Linked DNA regions of Rattus norvegicus: region 2 is linked to region 1. Evidence: chromatin contacts called from public Hi-C data. All regions are on one chromosome and are shown on one strand. The core of a region is the stretch at or near the end of the contact, and the rest is flanking DNA. Distances in the headings are between cores, read along the strand shown. Region 1 overlaps LOC120097406 (a long non-coding RNA gene). Region 2 overlaps Psd3 (pleckstrin and Sec7 domain containing 3).

Region 1 (2,969 bases), core at 298-2,797:
GGGTGGAATCAGGAGACAGCATAACAGGAAGGGTGGTCCAGAGATGCAGAGAACAGAAAGCTAATACATCACAGTATGGGTGTTATCAAGAGAGCCCACAAGAGCCCAAAGGAACCCTGAATACCACATGGGGCCACCTGTCACTTCCTGATGGAGACAGAGACTTGCGATCAGGACTGCTCATCCACCTGGTGCCAGGTACAGATGGCAGGTAAATGTGGGCTCTAAAAGTCATGTGTTTAAGGGGATCAGTCAAGTGTTCCAGGCCTTCGGTTTGGAAAAACACCACTCCCCACTGAAGCCTTCCTCCCCATTTTCCTCAGTGAAAAATAACAGGGTTTGCTTTCATCGTTTTTGCTTGTTTGTTTTGAAAGGAGGGAGAGGATTTCAGCTTAGCCATTTCTTAATTCTCATATCTGAAATTAGAAATACCACCTTGATTTCTCAGAATGATTATTGGAATTAACAAATGTGAGAAAACAGCTAGTATAATGACTGGCTACTCTCTCCACCACCATCCCATGTCTATGTGCCTCCTTGTGGTCCCTTCTGGTCTTCTCTTATAAAGTCTGCCCTTCCTTCTCAACTTTCCTAGGCAGAAATCTTGAGAAAATGATATCCATCGTCTCCTCTAGCACAGAATGTTACCATCGGCCAGGAAGGTAGCAGAGTGTGGGAAAGAGTCAAAAGACTACTGCAGTGGATTGGCACCTCTGCTCCCGAGGTACAGGTGACCTAGTGGCCCAGGCTCAGAACTTCCACTCTGTGCCCTGTCTCCATCCCTTGCTATGTGTTAGCCAGAGTCTAGAGAATCCCAGTACATCCAGCTTCTTACCTTGAGAGGCACAGCAGCAGGTGGAGCCAGGCAGCTCTGGCCGATCTGAACGATTGGGCAGTATCTGAAGAGCTGTGCCCTTGTTGCCAGCACTGTGGTACCTATTTCTTCTTCACCGTTCTTTCGAAGTACCTCTGAGTTTGCAGTCCCTCTTTCCTGGAGTGCTCGTTTGCCTCTGTCAGATGCATAGGACAGGGTGCTTTGTGGAACTGAGAATTCAATGACCTTCCTGGCTTCTGGGTCCATGTCCCATAGGTCCTCGTGGGCAGAAATGACTGGCCAGCGCTTCGAGCCTATGGAAGGACTGCTGTTTCCATCATTCAGTGTAGTTGCTGGGCTAGCAAGCCTACACGGCAGCTGCTGTGGTAGGCCAAGTTTCTTAGAAGCAGGGGCCAGGCCATGCCTACTATGTGGGGATCCACAAACACCACCCCCCCTTACATGCAGATTCGGGAATTTCTCTGTTTCTTCCTTCTTTTCCTTCGGTGAATAACAATTGAAAGCAGCTGGTCTCTGTGTTCCAGGACTTTCCTCAGGCAGCAGGCTCCAAGGAGAAGTAGCCAAGCCCCGCGAATGTCTGACGTTCCAGGGAGCAGAGAAGAAGCTTGTCCTGGGACTTGGGAAAATGTGTCCCTCCTCCAGGCCCCCTGGGGCTACCGTTGAGACTGCGGTTGTTGGAGAAGGGGCGGGGAGAGTTTGGGTAGCTTGGATTGGGGGAAGCTGCAGCTGGATGAAAAGGAAGGAAGTTTTCATCTGCTGTGGCTGAGGCTGCTCGGCCATTTCCTCCAAGGGAGCAGAGCTGGTCCTTGCCAGGGTTTCAGACCTCAGTGTCTCGGCAGCTGCAGGCAGACATGACTCAGCCCCATGGTTTCACCTCAGTCTGTGGAGGGAAATAACACACCTTTAGCACCCAGGGGGACTTTGCAATGGGTTTGGGGGCCAGAGGATCGTGTTTACTGGAGAACTGGACTCTGCTCAGAGTCACAAAAGCAAACATTTGTGGAGAACAGTGTACAGATGGATGTGTGTGTGTAGAATAGATGGGTGTGTGGGCAAGGGAAGGCAATCAAGACAGTCTACCATACCTATGTCCAAATGGAATCATTTCTCTACCTTTAAGTGTTCGTTCTATTGATTAATCCTAAGTTATCTTGACTATTCCTGTGATTTGGAGCCTGATCTGAAAGACTCTATGTTGTTTATAACAACTGGAACACTTCATGGGGCTCTTATTTAAAGACTATGGTTCCTTATGGGTTCCCAATGGAGGTAGGTCTCACGGTCCAGGCCAAAGTAATTAAAAGTATAGTTTGAATGCATTGCCCACCAAATTCAAATGTTGCTGAAATGACTGAGAGGAGGGACTTCTGAGAGGTGATTAGAATCTGTGTACCCCCAGCCCTGTGCATTCTCATCATAAAGAGGCTTCTGGAGGAAACTCAGATGGTGGTAGTGGTGGGCCCAGAACCTTCTTTCTCCCTTAAAATTTGTGAACTTGTTGCAGCAGTGACGAATATTTCTATTCTAAGTTGCATTGGCTGGAATATGGGAAATGCAGAGAAATAGGTGATGGTTGGGAGCTGATGGGAGGACTGGCTTGGAAGGCATGTGTAGGAAACCTTCATGAGAAATTATTAATTATGAGGAGGGCTAATAAAGGAGTGTTGGTCCTGGGTAAGAAGTAGGGAGTAACATACAGAGAAATCATGGTTATTAATGGATAGAAATAGCATTTTGATTGAACAGATAAACTTTGGTGACAAACAAAGATTTCTCTGAGTCTTCCTTTCACTTAGAGAAAACTTCTAATCATCTCGAAGACTAGTTAAGCATACCTAGTTGACAGGTTTGATATTGATGTAGGAATTAAATGAATAGTACACAGTGCACAACCAATTCTCAGTAACTATTAGCTCCTACTATTGAACGCCTATACATACCTTAAGTCTAGAGGAAATTTGTTCATGAAGCCAAATAATTAAAATATAATATATGTGGATATATACATCCTACATACATGTATGTGTGCATATGTATTGTTTGGGCCTATATTAGGTAGTCATTTATGTATTTTTATGCTTCCTGTCTGAAAAGAAAGACTCTAGGACTAGAGGAATTATTGGTGAGAGTCAGC
Region 2 (3,264 bases), core at 693-3,192, 120 kb before region 1:
AGTCCTGCTGATACTGCTCTTCCTATGCTAATGTTTTTAAATCTCCGCCTAGCTCTGCAATAATGGGAGACCTCTGAAAGACTGAATTTGAAATAATCAGTTTGATTAAAGACATGCATGACTCAGTAATACGTCTTCAATCTGTATTACTTCTTGACTAAAGCCTACTCCTTTTGATTTATCACAGTCACTTAGAGCATAAATCTCTCCGATAAGCGTTCAGAACAGGGGCTGGGGATGCGCTAAGCAGGAGGAGTGCATGTTTAGCATGCATAAGGGCCCAGATTCAAATCCTAACACCTGAAATGTAATTTAAAAGGAAGTCGAGGACTTACAACTTGAGTTAGATGATCAGGACTAACACCCGGCTCTGCTAGTACCCGCTACTCCTCAATTAACATAAGTGTCCGGACTTCAGATTCCCTACTCTATAAAACCACTAATGAAGCTGGATAGCCGGCTTGGAGACACAGGGCTGTGATCTTGGCACTCAGAAGGGCTAAGGTAGGAAGCACACAAGCCAGGATTACTATGAACATCCCTAATTTAAAATCTGAAACTTTAAGGAAGTAAGGAGACACACAAATTCCACCTCCTGTCAGAGAACACAGTTAAAATGAAGACATAATAAAAAACATTGTAGAAAATCTCTGGCTGCAGAATAGGGAAGGAGAATAAAAACAAAGTAGAAAACTTCAGAAGTAAAAGTCACGCTCAGTGCAGTGGGCAGAAAGCAAATGGGGCTACAGGAGCGGCGGAGAGGGAATACAGTGAGGCGTGAGGCAGGCACCGTACACTACATTGTTCTAATTATCTCAACTTCAATATGATTTGAGAGTCAGTTGAGTATTCCAGAGCGCTTTGGGCCAAAAAAGATTAAAAGCTAAATTGAAAACTATAAAAATAATATTTCACAACTCCCTTTAAAGCAGCACTTAATTCCAACACTCGGCTCCACATCGGATCCTGTTTAACCCTTCCTGTTCCCATTACCCAGGTACTGTGCACACACCAGCCACATGCAGAGAGCCAAATCCCCTTCAGAAGCACGGTGAGGTGTTCCTGCCTGAACTGTACTCTGATCAATATGTGGTGAAGCCCTAACCCCCATACTTCAACCACAACTGTATTTGGAAGTTATTACAATGAGATCAGCAGAATAGGTGCTAATCTAAGGTCACATGAAGACCAAGGGAGAAGGAGCCATCTGAAGCCAAGGGAAGGGATCTCAGCAGTACTAACTCAGTAGTCATGGACTGTGTTAAGGGCCCAGCAAATGCATCAGGGAAACCTGAAGTAAACAATGGCAAAAGAGACATTGTGTAGGGTAGATACACTGTAAGTCAGGGTTCCCTCTTGGGGTTCTTAAAGAGAACTTAAAGGAGAACTTAAGAACGACTCAAAAAGAAACTCAAGGACAATGTTATTAGAGTCTGAAAGAGAACCCCCAGGGCAGACCAGCTGTAAACTGCAGATGCAGCCCGGGGGGAGACGGAGAGTGGGAGGAGCATTCCATTTAAGCTAGCACAGAGGTCAGGAAGCAAGGAAGTGGGGAGAGAGAATAAGGAAGCTCAAAACGCTGGGGAGAACATGTTAAAGAAAGCTTGTTTGCCACAGATACAGAAGAAAAGGGGAAATCACATTTCCCTGGATGCTTTATACGTGGCTGGATTTACTGCTCTGGTAGAAGACAAACTGGAGGGAAAAGGAAAGGGTCACCTTGTTCCACCTATCTCTTTAGCATGCCTTAAACCGACCTCTCCTTCCTAGGGATGGTCCCGTGGCCAAAGGAAATGCCCAACTTTCGCTGGAATGTTAGATCTGCTCAGGCCAAGGCTTCTGTTCTTTCTGTAGCACGTGACAGAATGTAAGCCCCAGCTGTTTCCTTTTACCCAGAACAGCACTAAGGATGAGGGGCTGTATCCTCACAGGAGTCTGCAGCGAGCAATGGGAGTGCGAGGAGAAGGGAAGTTAGATAAGGTGGTGAGTCACTCCAGTCCACCTGCAGCCTGCAAGGCTGAGAGACGGGCTAGCTGGAAAGAGCACCTCAGGGAGCACCTCAGGGAGTCCAATCTGGAAAGGATTCTGATTCCTTCAAGCTCTCAGCACCCATCCAGCCACAGCAGCTGATCTCTGTTTATACACTCAGTTTTTGAGGATTTATTACAGGCAGGGGCTTCAAACAAAAAATAAGAGCAAAAATAGGGGAGACAGTAAGAGCAAGGAGACATTTGATCATTTGATCTTTTGAAGGTTAGATGGAAAAATAAAAAGACACATCTTCGTATTCCAAAACTTTTAAAAGTACAAAAAGAGACTGTTTATTTACTTATACACACACACACACACACACACAAACACACACACACACATACACACACACACACACACACACACACACACGTATGCTAATTACTAACACCTAAGGGTTAGGGTTCAGGTTACAGAAAGCCAAAGTCTAGAGAAGCAAAGAACCAATTCAATCCACACTCAGAGCAGAGAAAGGGAAGTGGGAGTCATGTATTAACCTCATAAAGAAGAATACAGGCATAATTAAATTAAGTTGCAGGACTCTCCTGTATTATTCAAGCGGGCCTTAAATGCAATGACAGGTGTCCTGAGGAAGCAAGAGAGACACCAGGCAGAAGTTCTGTGACAAAACTCACCAAAAGGGACTCAAAGAAAAGATGTTAACGTAATGTCCTTGGCTTTGAGGTGAAGGAAGGGGTCCAGAGCAGAGCAATGCATCTGGAATACAAGGAAACATTATCGTCTGGAGTCTCCAGAGAAGCCACCGCCCAGCTGGCACACTGAGAGGCTAATCCTCCTGTGGCCTCTAGAACTGTGAAAAACTAAACTTGCAGTGTTTCAAGCTAAGTTTGTTACAGCAGCCACAGAAACTGCTGCTCAGACAGAAATACGCATGCGTGTGCACTCGTGCCTGTCTACATCTGTCTGTGCTGTAATTCTGTAAACAAAAACCATCATTACCATTTATTTTCCGTAAGCACACCTCTGCTGACTCCAAGAACCAAAGCGTTATTAATGAAATAACCATAAGACTAGCATGGAATTTGCCGTCCTATTCTGTCCTTGTTGGCACAGTACATCCAAATACAACATGAAGCTCTTCCACTTTAATGGAAACTTCCTGTTGCAACTTTAAAAATGTGTACCATCCATTCTTCCAATGTCCTGGAAATAAACATGGAGATTCATGCACATTTTCCCCTAAAAATACATGTACTTCCATGTAAACGAGAA

Evidence for each region. A called contact is a pair of places that touch in the nucleus more often than the background predicts.
Region 2: a contact with region 1 is called in a Hi-C map of psoas muscle, with 3 times the contacts expected there. The contact joins two enhancer-like sites. A contact is called at or near these places in 6 of 12 Hi-C or Micro-C datasets (the A7r5 cell line, the Rat2 cell line, frontal cortex and 3 more).

The regions. Positions count from the first base shown.
Region 1 is chr16:26,338,774-26,341,742 of GRCr8, reverse strand. LOC120097406 (a long non-coding RNA gene) reads left to right here. Exons shown (of 8, transcript XR_005494768.2): 8 at 1-833. It also overlaps a transcript of Psd3 not described here. Among named protein-coding and RNA genes, the nearest start is that of Psd3, 66 kb to the left of the region's middle. Within about 2 kb of position 1,547, at least 14 of the 93 cell types and tissues checked have an H3K27ac peak or open chromatin away from gene starts, as enhancers often do.
Region 2 is chr16:26,462,284-26,465,547 of GRCr8, reverse strand. All of the region lies in intron 1 of Psd3 (pleckstrin and Sec7 domain containing 3), which reads right to left. Among named protein-coding and RNA genes, the nearest start is that of Psd3, 58 kb to the right of the region's middle. Within about 2 kb of position 1,942, at least 7 of the 93 cell types and tissues checked have an H3K27ac peak or open chromatin away from gene starts, as enhancers often do.